2 separate regions of the Ovis aries genome follow, and region 2 is linked to region 1. Evidence: chromatin contacts called from public Hi-C data. All regions are on one chromosome and are shown on one strand. Each heading gives the region's core, a stretch centred on a gene start, on an enhancer-like site or on the middle of the called end of the contact. The rest is flanking DNA. Distances are from core to core; before and after follow the strand shown. Region 1 overlaps APAF1 (apoptotic peptidase activating factor 1). Region 2 overlaps ANKS1B (ankyrin repeat and sterile alpha motif domain containing 1B).

Region 1 (5,932 bases), core at 1,672-4,171:
TGGTTTTTAGACACTAGAGAAAAACTATATTTCCTGGCCTGAAGTTGTTCAGGGTCTAGTGAGGAGAAAACCAAGTCATAGACAAACCATGAAGATGATGAAAGTATGTGTCAGGGGGCTCAGAGCAGGCAGGGTTCTGTGCGGGAGCATGTAGACCCTTGCTGCTACTCCTATACTGCCCTGTCCTCCCTTTGCCTTATCTCTGCTTCCCTATTTTGTACCTTCATTTATGCTGACCCCTTAGCCTAAACTCCTGGGTATCATTTTGGTATGGAAATTGTGTCCATCTTAAGTTGGTATAGTCCCTGGTGGCTCAGACGGTAAAGAGTCTGACTACAGTGCGGGAGACCTGGGTTCAATCCCTGGGTTGGAAAGATCTCCTGGAGAAGGCAATGGCAACCCACTCCAGTATTCTTGTCTGGAAAATCCCGTGGAAGGAGGAGCTTGGTAGGCTGCAGTCCATGGGGTCGCAAAGAGTCAGACACTACTGAGCGACTTCACTTTCTTTCTATTTTTTAAGTTGGTGTACAGAGGCTGATCTTCAGGCAGGAGAGTGAGGAGGTAAAAAGTGTTTCCCCAAGCCGACAGGTTTGGTAAAGCATTTCCACTGTGTTGTGTGTTTCCCTTTCGAATGACTCATCTGACATATCTTGTGGTTTTATTTTTTTTAAAGGGGAGCATGTTTTTTAAAAGTCATCATTGAATTTGTTACAATATTGCTTCTGTTTCATGTTTTGGTTTTTTGGCCCCAGGGCAGGTAGGTCTTAGCTCCCCAACCAGGGATTGTATCCCTACCCCCTGTATTTGAAGGCGAAGTCTTAAACCACTGGACTGCCAGGAAAGTCCTGTTAGTCATATATGTGCTTGTCTTACCTCCTTTACTGCCTCTAAACTCCTTGAGAGTAGTGTCTGTATCCGATTCATTTATATAATCTCAAAGTGACTCACATCACGTGAGCAAGATGATAAACCTTTACCGTGTCCCTTCAGATTGAATTAAGACTTCTCGAAACTCAAAAGAAAAACATTTTAAAAGTCTTCAGGGACAGGATTCTGATTTCATTGGTGAGTATCAAATGTGATTGTGGAGCACAGAGCGCTAGCAGCAGGGGGACAGACATTACTGCACCCTGGGTGAGAACTGCTGTGTTTGTGGCAGCTTTCCCACAGAGCTATTAAGCCAGTGTCGTTGGCTGGTTTGCACTGATACAGTGACGTGCAGTAAGCAGACATCCTGCAAAATGATGCTGGATAACAACATTTCAAGGTCAATGTCTTGTAAAGCTTTTATTTTCCAAAACGATGGAGAACTGTAAAATTATTTCTTGCTCCAAATGGCTCTGTAATCATCTAAGTGTTTTATAGTGTATCATGTTGATAAACATGTGTTTTTCAGGCCCCGATGATAAACTGTTTCAAAATGTGAGTTTTATTTAAAAATTGCCGTTTAAACCACTCGAGGGCCAGGGTGCATGTGGGCCCTGGATACAGGGCAATGACTAGCTCAGAATGAAATTCAGGTGTTTATTTGGTCCCTCGACGTGGAATTTCATCACTCCTTGGATAGGAGCTAAAGTCAGGCCCACATGTAAAAGATGTAGTGAAATCGGGTTGTATTAGTTTTCTTTTTCTTCCTTAAATCAAGGCAGTGATTGCTTTTGTTTTTCGTGTTAAGAGAGAAACTGTGTGATTTCTCATATAATCTGGCTGATGTGACTGAAGCTTCTGGCACTGGAGTTTAGATTTTCTCTCTTGAGTGTCAAGAAGGGCTAACAATACTTCAGAAGTCTCTTTGGGTTCATCCAGTTTATCTGAAGTTATTGCATGGGGAACGGTTTTGGGTTTGGCTGTATTTCTAGTGTATATAATCTTTAAACTTGAGAGATTTAAACGTGTGTGCTTAGTCACTTGGTTGTGTCTGACTCTTTACGACCCCATGGACTGGAGCCCACCAGGCTCCTCTGTCTTGTGGGATTTCCCAGGCAAGCATACTGGAGTAGGTTGCCATTTCCTTTTCCAGGGGATTTTCCTGATCCAGGGATCAAACTTGTATCTACTCTGTCTTTGGCAGTGCAAGCAGATTCTATACCCACTGAGTCATTGGGGAAGCTTGTGTCTGGTCAGTCAAATCTGGTTTTACTCTCGGAGCTGTGCTTTGGAAGCTGAGTTGAAGCCCGGGGAACAGCTTTTTTGTTTGTTTGTTTTGTTTTAAATCCTTGTCCTCGACCAACTCTAGGTCTGTGTATGGCAGCCATTATCATTCGACGAAACTGGGACACTGCACAGGCCAAGGGGAGTGAAGATGGGTTAAAAAGTAGTTAAAAGTAATTTTTTGGCTGCGTCGGGTCTTTGTTGCAGTCCGAAGGCCTTCTCTAGTTACGGAGAGTGGGGGGCTCCTCTTTGATGTGTGTCGGCTTCTCATTGAAGTGGCTTCTATTGTTGCTGGAGCACAGGCTCTAGGGCACTTGGGCTTCAGTAGTGGTGACTTGTGGGCTCTAGAGCACAGGCTCAATATTTGTGCACAGGCTTAGTTGCTCCACAGCATGTGGAACTTTGCAGACCAGGGATCAAACCCATGTCCCTTGCATTGGAAGGTGGATTGTTAACCACTGGACCACCAGGAAAGTCCAAGATCTTTTTGAAGCCCTTTGTTTTTCGGGCTGCTCAGGTGGCTTTGCTAGTAAGTGAGGTTTGGTCTTTTGTCTCCCACTCCCCAGAATCCGGTTATTTTAGAGACCCCTTTAGCCCCACCAAGTGCGCAAGACTGCTTCCTTTCAGCATAGCTTTGTTTTGTGTTTTCAGGGACTTCCTTATATCTCTGGATGCTCTGCTAGATTGTAGCTCAGCTGGAACTGGGTCCTGTGTGTCGCGCGCATGCTGTGCATACGGTAGACTGTGAGGCGCGCCTCATGGCTGGCACAGCAGAGGGCAGCAGTGGCAAGTCGTGAGCCACACCTTCCTTCCTTCTTCTGCGCCCGTCCTGCTGTCAGCGCCTAATCTGTGGCCTCCTCCACACCATGCAAGGCTCTTTTAACATTTTATATAGTTTTACATTCTTTTTTGGAGTGCTTTTAATTTTTTTTTCTTTTTAGGAAGGTGATGAATGAAGCTGGAATACTTAATTTAAAAGCCTTATAAAAAGTTATACATAATGAAAAATAATTCATTAAGTGAACTTGAATATTTTGTGTGACATTTAATCCAGGTGGGATTCTAGAGGTGTGACTTGAGATCAAAACAAACTTAAAACATTTTTTTTATTTTTGAAATTTGAAGCTTTGGGATGTGAAATCCGCAAATGAGAGGAAAAGCATTAATGTGAAGCAGTTCTTCCTGAATTCAGAGGAGCCTCAGGAGGATCTGGAAGTGATAGTGAAATGCTGTTCGTGGTCTGCTGATGGTGCTAAGATAATGGTGGCCGCGAAAAATAAAGTCTTTGTAAGTACTGGTATTTTAAAAAGCCAGATTTAGTCTAACTTAAAGTTGAAACACCTATTGATTGTTGCATTTTACACTGTTTATTGACATAAAGTATAGCTGAATGTTTTTGGGGCAGATGCTCTAACCTCCTGCAATTCTTAGAACTATGCTTCAGGGAGTGTCCATAGGCCTTGTGAGAAAAGGTCTCCATGGTCAAACAGGTTTGGAAATGTTACGTATTACTTTCCCTATTAGAGGTACTTTCCCCCCTTTAGTGTATACTAATATATAATATCTATGGCCTCTAGAAGTCCTACAATAAAGAAACAATTTCTGTTGTTTACAACCAGTGTATCTCAAATTGATCTAAAACATAGATGGAATGCTGGCTGCATCACTCAGCCCACTTCCCCCCCCAATTTACCAGTACATTGGTTTAGGTGACTTTCAGAGTACTTTCTTAGCCTTAAAATATTGTGATTTGGTGACTGATAGAAATACTTATCGACAACTGAAGTTTGTGATATTTCTGTGAAGTAAATGAGGAAGATATGCAAAAGAAGGTAAATGCCTAGGAAATGCCTTCTTTTTTCAGTTCTTGTAACAGTTTACATATGTAGTATTCAGAGTGCTCTTATATAGAATTTCTCTTGACACAGCACATTGCAGTAGCCCTCTGGTAGTAATGTGTCGAAAGTTACACTGTGATTTAGAGACCTAGGTCTTCTGATTAGGGCCCAATGTCATTATATTCTGATGGTAATTTTAAAAACTTAATGAGCAATATTCGATTACAGTTTTATTTCATTTTCAGCTTTATTGAGGAATGATTGACAAAATTGTAAAATATTTAAAGTGTATATAACATGATGATTTGATACATTGTGAGGGCTTCCCTGGTGGCTCTGTGCTGAAGAATCTGCCTGCCAGTGCAGCAGACCCAGGAGACCTAGGTTCAATTCCTGGGTTGGGAAGATATCCTGGAGAAAGAAATGGCAACCCGCTCTAGTATTCTTGCCTGGAAAATCCCATAGATAAGAGGAACCTGGTAGGCTACAGTCCTTGGGGTTGCGAAAGAGTTGGGTGTTACTTAGCGACTAAATAACAACATACATCGTGAAGGGATTACTCTTGTTGAGCTAATTAACATATTGTCACCTTACATATTTGTCTGCTTTTCTTCCTCCCTCCCTTCCTTTAAGATGTTAACATTTTACTCTCTTTTACAGTGCAATATCACCGATAGTCACCATGTTATACATTAGCTCCACAGACCTTCTCATCTTGTAACTAAAAGTTTGTATCCTTTTGTCAGCCTTTCCCTATTTCTCCCACCGAAGAGATTCCAGTTTTAATGAACACAATTGAAGCATACATATAGTTGTATAAAAACTAACGGAGGGACTATTTATATTACTATTATTGATCTAGTAGTTATGACCCTTGGATCTTGGTTGCTTATAGGTTTTTTCCCCTTTAGCAGGAAACCAAAGAGAAATATATCCTTTGTCTTAAGTTTGTTAAAGTCTATAAACGCAGAAAGGAACCCTGCATTTGCAAGATGTGAAGATTTGTAAAATTTGCCATTTTAGCTATTTTAAAATACACAATTCAGTGGCATTCATTATATTCACAATGTTGCATATGCATCTATCACCATTTTTCCAAAACTTTTTTCATCAAACAGAAACACTGTAACCAATAAGTAGTAACTCCCTCTTCAGCCCCTGGTAACCTCTAAACTATGAATTTACCTTTTCTAGATATTTCATATAAGTGGAGTCATATACGTCTTTTTGTGTCTGGCTCATTTCATTTAGCGTAACATATCAGGGTTCATTCATGTTGTGCTGCTGCTGTTGCTAAGTCGCTTCAGTCATGCCTGACTCTGTGCGACCCCATAGACGGCAGCCCACCAGGCTCCCCCATCCCTGGGATTCTCCAGGCAAGAATGCTGGAGTGGGTTGCCATGTAGCATGTGTTAGAACTTCATTTCTTTTTATGACTAAATAATACTCTTATATGGATATGCCATTTTTTGTTTATCCATTTATTTATTGTTGGGTTGTTTTCACCTTTTGGTTATTGTGAATGAATGCCACAAGAACACTGGTGTACAAGTATGTGTGTGAGCCCTGCTTTCAGTTCTTCTGTATATATGTCTAGGAGCAGAATTTCTGGGTCATATGGTAATTCTGGGCTTTCAATAAACCACCAGACTTTTCTATAGTGGCTGTATCATTTTCTGTTCCCACTAGTAGTGTACAAGGATTCCAGTTTCTTCACATCCTTGCTAACACTTGCTTTTTTCCATTCTAAAAAAATTATAACTATCATATTAGGTGTGAAGTGGCACCACATTATAGTTTGGTTTACATTCCCCTAATGACTGATGGTGTTGAGTAAAATTTGAACATTAAAAAATAGCTGTTCTAGTGAAAGAGGAAAATAATTTTATATTGCGTGAAATGCTTTTCTGTTTTAAAAATCTGTAGGCCAGCTCTGTATTTTA
Region 2 (5,932 bases), core at 2,489-4,988, 340 kb after region 1:
GAAAGATTCAGTATTATGACTGTTATTTAAAAATTAATGCATGGAGAAATTTTCAAAGATAAAAATTAGACAACAGAACCTGATATTTTTCAATCCTATAGAATGGAATGATGTAGAAAGCTTTAGGAAATTAAAGATAAAAGGAAATAAATAGTTATAATTTGTTGCCAAAATCATGAAGAAACTCTGAATCTGAATCAGAGGATATGTGAAATTTTTCAAAAAGTCTCTCACCATGATAAAAGAAAAAGATTTATTTTTAATGTACAGAATTAAAATTTCTAATCTAATATAGGTGACAGGACAAGAAATATTAGGGTCTGAGAGTTCCTGGCTCTTCTTCTCATTAGACCCACTATAAAGTCTGCCTACTTAGTTTTCTTTCCTCCTCAGCTCTTCAGGGAGGTTTCTCTTAGGTTGTTCAGAAAGGGAATGTTAAGAAGCATTGCATGAGTAATAAACACTCTCCAAAGTGTTTGATAACCAAAGTAAAAATCTTGTGATATTTCAGAATTACTGTCTGGTTGCTGGGCAGTATTTGTTTGACTATCACATCACTTTAAGAATGGGTTACCTTGGTCATAACTTTAATAAGATTATAGATTTACTGACTAGAGAATATTTATATATATAAATGGCCAGCAGTTGTATGAAAAAAAACCCTCAACATTCCTAATCATCAGGGAAATGCAAATCAAAACCATGCACCCATTAGGATGGCTTTTACTTAAAGAAAAAAACAAATGTTGGTAAGGGTATGTGGACAAAGGGGTATACCCGTATACAGTTGGCGAGGATGTCAACTGGTACAGCCACAAAAAAAGTATGAAAGTTTCTCAAAAAACTGAAAATAGACCTACCATATGATCCAGCAACCCTCTTCCTGGATACATATCCCAAGGAAATGAAAACAGGATTAGAAGAGATATCAACACTTTCATGTTAGCTGCAGCATTATTCACAATAACCAGGACACAGAAGCAGCCTAAATGGCTATCAGCTGATGAATGGTAAGAGGAAACATGGTACATATATCACAGAATATTGTTGCTGTGGTTTAGTTGCTAAGTCGTGACTGACTCTTTGAGAACCCATGGAATTTCCCAGGCAAGGATACTGGAATGGGTTGCCACTTCCTTCTCCAGGGGATCTTCCAACCCAGGGATCATGAACTCACGTCTCCTGCATTGGCAGGTGGGTTCTTTACCTCTGAGCCACATGGAAGCCCACAACAGAACATGATATAGCCAAGAAAAGATAAGGAAATTCTGTGATTTACAACAACACGAGTGAATCTGGAAGACATTATGCTAAGTGAAAAAAGCCAGACACACAAGAAGAGATACTACAAGACGTCACTTACATGATGAACCTAAAATAGTTAAACCCATAGAAGCAGTGATTTCCAAGGGCTGGGGGAGGGGTATTCATGAAAGGGACAAAGCTTCAGTTATACAAAATTAATAAATCTTAAAGATCTATTATATAACATAATGCCTATAGTTACCACTGTATTGTGTATTTAAAAATTTGCTAAGACAGTAGATCTCATACGACATGTTCTTTTCACAAAATAACAAGTAATAATATAATAAATAATAATGCATTATTAATATAATAATAAAAGCAATATCATGTGCAATAATGTATCACTTTTAGAAGTCATTAATAGGTCGATGGTACAGATAAACCTACTGGTGGTGATAGTTTTATGGGTGTAGACTCATTTTCAAACTCATCAACTTGTATATATTAATTATGTGCAGCTTTTTAAGTTAATGAATTTTTCTTAAAACAGGAATGTACATTGGAGAAATGAATACAATAATAGCATATTCCTTGGTAAAATAATTGTATGTAAATATAAGGACTAGAACAATATAAATAATATATTTATATTATTTTTAAGAAGAATCATACTAAAATCATGATAAAATTTCACCCCAAAATATAGCCATCAATATACCAGAAATGTTCCACATATCACCATATGCCAATAGCGATTTAAAATTACTGGAAGGATGTATACCAAACTGTTTTTAACAGAAGTCACCTCTTTCTATGGGGACTGGAATTGGTTAGGTAAAAGGGAGTGAGAAAACGGCAAGGAGACCCTCTTACTTTGTATTCTGTACATTTCTGCATTGTTTGAATTAACTGAAGTAATAATTATAACTTCATGAAAATAAAACCAAATATTAGAAATTACAATCTTCCTATTGATGACAAGTTTTTCACACTGAAGTGGCCTATAGTAAGCAACCAACAAACACTTAGAAAAAACTTGATGTTTACTATTCCTACCATCTCAGAAAACTATTGATATACTCTTGTTCAACCTTTTAATTATTTCTTTTCAATGTATTAATATAATTATGATTGACATTTCCCAAATTTCTTTTGTTGCAATGGTTCATTTCAAAGTCCTTTGGAATTTGCATTTGTTTTAGATTAGGCCACGTTTCTTTTCTCTTAAAATGAAATAGCAATTTTTCTGACGATGTTCACGCAATGCCTTTGGGTTTGGAACCCTCTCAAGGGCGGATGGATATTTGTCTGGTGTTCTATGAGCAACCTGTCCTTGTGCCACTTTTCCAGTGTGATGGGGAAGGAACAGCTGTCATCTGCCCTTCTGGGAATTCTGCCTGGAGTCTGCACCGTGGGAATTTACCCAGGCTGCTTTGGGGGGAGACATCTGAGATCTCCTTTAATTGTGAAGTAGAAAGACAGTAGAACTGGAGGAGTTAAAGGGAAATTTCACAGAGGATTGTGAATTTGATACAAGTTAGCTACATTTTCATTAAAAGAAAAAGAATTTGAGATGATTTTTGGAACCAGATCGACATGTATATTTTTAAAGTTAGTTTTACTTATTATTATTTTCTGAAACATAAGGCAAGATTTTCTAATAAGACCTCTAAGAGGAACTTGTGAACCTGGATTGTATTTAAGTAAGGTTGCTGCTGCTGCTGCTGCTAAGTTGCTTCAGTCATGTCCGACTCTGTGCGACCCCATAGACGGCAGCCCGCCAGGCTCCCCCGTTCCTGGGATTCTCCAGGTAAGAACACTGGAGTGGGTTGCCATTTCCTTCTCCAGTGCATGAAAGTGAAAAGTGAAAGTGAAGTCGCTCAGTCGTGTCCAACTCTTAGCGACCCCATGGACTGCGGCCCACCAGGCTCCTCTGTTCATGGGATTTTCCAGGCAAGAGTGCTGGAGTGGGGTGACAAAAGTGAAAACAATCACTGCAAATTGTATCACTTTGAGTTTGAAGGGAAGCTGCTCATAGGACAATCCGCATTCCATCCTGGAAGCCTGGGCCCTTGTATGAGAGATTGCTCCAGGAGCGGTGAGAAAACGGTAGCATGTATGTCCTGAGAGCACCGGTATTAAGCGAGTAAGTTCTAGTACACATAAAAATAAGGTTAAAAGATTACAATATGCTAAAAGAGATATTACATGTAAAACCTATGAAATATAAATGTATAAAAGATTAAAATCCATGTGTCTATGTAAAAAAAGAGAAAGAATCCTCAACCCTCTAGAGAAGCTTAGTCTTTGATCAACCGCTACAAATAATAATCTATTTGCATATAATCTAGAATGAATACAAAGGAGCAACAACAAAGTATTTTCACGATCCTATTTTGCTTTACCTTTGGAATAGAAAAGTGGTGGAGTCAAGGCCTCGGCGAGGCTTGCTTCTGGTTAGCAGAACACCACCACCATCTAGTGGAGTTTCCATTTACTGCACTACCTGTATGCTTCAGTACCGCTAAACTGTACTTGCTGAGATAAGCCCTCAAGTGAAATCAGCAGTTATGATCTCTTTGTGGCTTATAACCGAAATAGTAACTGTTAATCTTCATTAGACAAAACTGTCCCCGAGTACTTGAAGTCCCTTGCCCACCAGAACCTCAGCAGCCAGCACAGCACTGCACTTAGGAGCACAGCCCGTCCCATTTGGCTCCTGGGATACACAGCGCACCTGGAGCTTTGCATTTTCCCTGAAAGCTGGCAAACGGGGTAAACTGTGCAACCCCATCTGCGTTCACGGCACACTCATCCTTTCACTGAACAAGAGCATGGAACTCTGCCAAGCACAAGCCAAGGGGTTACACCAGCAGCCTGACCTTTATATACATCTGTGGGTACGCAAACTGGGATTTATACTCAATTTCGTTTCTGGAGCAAAGCAGTTCATATGGTTACAGTGTGTCTGCCCATTCTGTATCCCATGACCGAGCCAGCTGGGGCTCTGGCTCTCCGAGGCGGCGACAGATGTTTCATATTGGAATCTGGGATGATGGTTCAGAGAAATAAGATTACACAAGGCCAAATTTTAGTAAATTCTGATGTTGAGTCAAAGGTTAATTGTATATCATGATTTTTTTTTAATGTATCAAAAGAACACCAGGATCTAAGGAAAATGGGAAAGTTGATGCTATTTGAACATGTGGGTGGGCTCTTTGCCACGAGGTTTATACTTTTCAGTCAGGTACCATGTGTGAAGGGCACGTGGACATGATGGCCTCTCCCAAGGCTGCACGGCTGGGGCTGGGTGCCATCAGAAGAAATTTGCCGTAGCTGAAACTGCAGTCTACTAATAACCGCCATCTAATTCTCTTCTTACAGTATGAAGGGAGGTTAGCTGGACACTCTGTGATGACTGAAATTTCAAACTGTGATTTTTACAAGAGTGATCATCTCTTCCAAATTCCTTAGAAGCTAAAACAAGAACAATTTCAGTTCACAAGAATAAAGCCCAGGTCCTCTTCTTGTTGGAGTATCCAGTAAAATGCTAAGAAACATGTGAGTAGAAGAGGAAAAGAAGAACAGAGGGGAGAATAAAAGATGAAGCCAAAACTTTGGCAGAAAAACATGCGCATGAATAATAACAAAGCAACAACAAGAGATAAGATGGAGTGCAGAGAAAGGGAAGGGAAGGACCTCAGAGAAGTCAAGGCGCAGGACTTCTCTGTAAAGAGCATCACCTCCCAAGAGAGCCTGCTGGACTTCTCAGGGTCGGTGCAGACAATAATGAGAGAGTGTTAGGTGTTTTTAGTTTTTTGAGAAGCCCACTCTTCTATCTCTTAGCACATATAGGGATGTGCAGTTTTAAACTTACTTGTGTGCTTCTTTGTGTCCTGGCTCCATGAGGGTGGACTAACCAGCCCCCCAATGTGCAGTAGAGCATGATGGTGAGGGCTGCATGCCCTGGAGCACAGGACTCCTCCGTCCAGCGCTGCTTCAAGCAGGTGCTCCCCGTGGCATACACGCTGCCCACTGGCCACCTATCAGACATTCCAAGGTCCCATTTGCCCTGCTGCCTTCCATCACAGAGGCTTGGAAACAAAAAGAAAAACAAACAAACAAAAAACTACTTGGATTTTACTTCTGCATTCTCTCCTGCTGCTAGAGGTGGCCACATGACACAGGCTTGGCCAATGAGAGGTGAGCAGAAAAGCAGTGAGGGATCCTGGAAAGCCTATGACTCCCTGCTGGAGGGACAGAAGCAGACAGCGCTACCCTTTCTCTCATTTTCTTTACACAAATGTGGACCCGATGCTCCAATACAGGGCAGCCATTGTGCGTACGTGAGGAAAAAGGTCAGGCGGTTCTCGGAAGTTCAAGCCCTGACGTTGCTGCGCCAGAGAACCAACACTAGGGTCAAATGGCTTCCCAGCTTATTGTTCTAGGAGAGAAATAAATGTCTCTTTGTTTCAGTCACTGTACGTTGGGCTTTCTGTTACTTTTATACAAAAGCATGGCACATTTCTTTATTCCACTTCAGTATCCTCATTTGAAAATGGGCATTACAGCAATATCTTCGTTATAGGATTATTGCAAAGATCAAATGAGATAATATATATATAAAGAACACAAAGGATTACATAAGGGTAAATTGTTGTTTTTATTACTGTTTTGATGATGA

Evidence for each region. A called contact is a pair of places that touch in the nucleus more often than the background predicts.
Region 2: a contact with region 1 is called in a Hi-C map of hypothalamus, with 7 times the contacts expected there. The contact joins two enhancer-like sites. A contact is called at or near these places in 2 of 16 Hi-C or Micro-C datasets (hypothalamus and skin fibroblasts).

What each region holds. Positions count from the first base shown.
Region 1 is chr3:168,400,755-168,406,686 of ARS-UI_Ramb_v3.0, forward strand. It overlaps APAF1 (apoptotic peptidase activating factor 1), which reads left to right. Exons shown (of 25, transcript XM_060413091.1): 15 at 3,277-3,438. Among named protein-coding and RNA genes, the nearest start is that of APAF1, 46 kb to the left of the region's middle. Within about 2 kb of position 2,922, at least 7 of the 54 cell types and tissues checked have an H3K27ac peak or open chromatin away from gene starts, as enhancers often do. A contact at or near this core is called in hypothalamus, where this site is marked.
Region 2 is chr3:168,735,638-168,741,569 of ARS-UI_Ramb_v3.0, forward strand. All of the region lies in intron 17 of ANKS1B (ankyrin repeat and sterile alpha motif domain containing 1B), which reads right to left. Among named protein-coding and RNA genes, the nearest start is that of TRNAC-ACA, 180 kb to the right of the region's middle. Within about 2 kb of position 3,739, at least 6 of the 54 cell types and tissues checked have an H3K27ac peak or open chromatin away from gene starts, as enhancers often do. A contact at or near this core is called in hypothalamus, where this site is marked.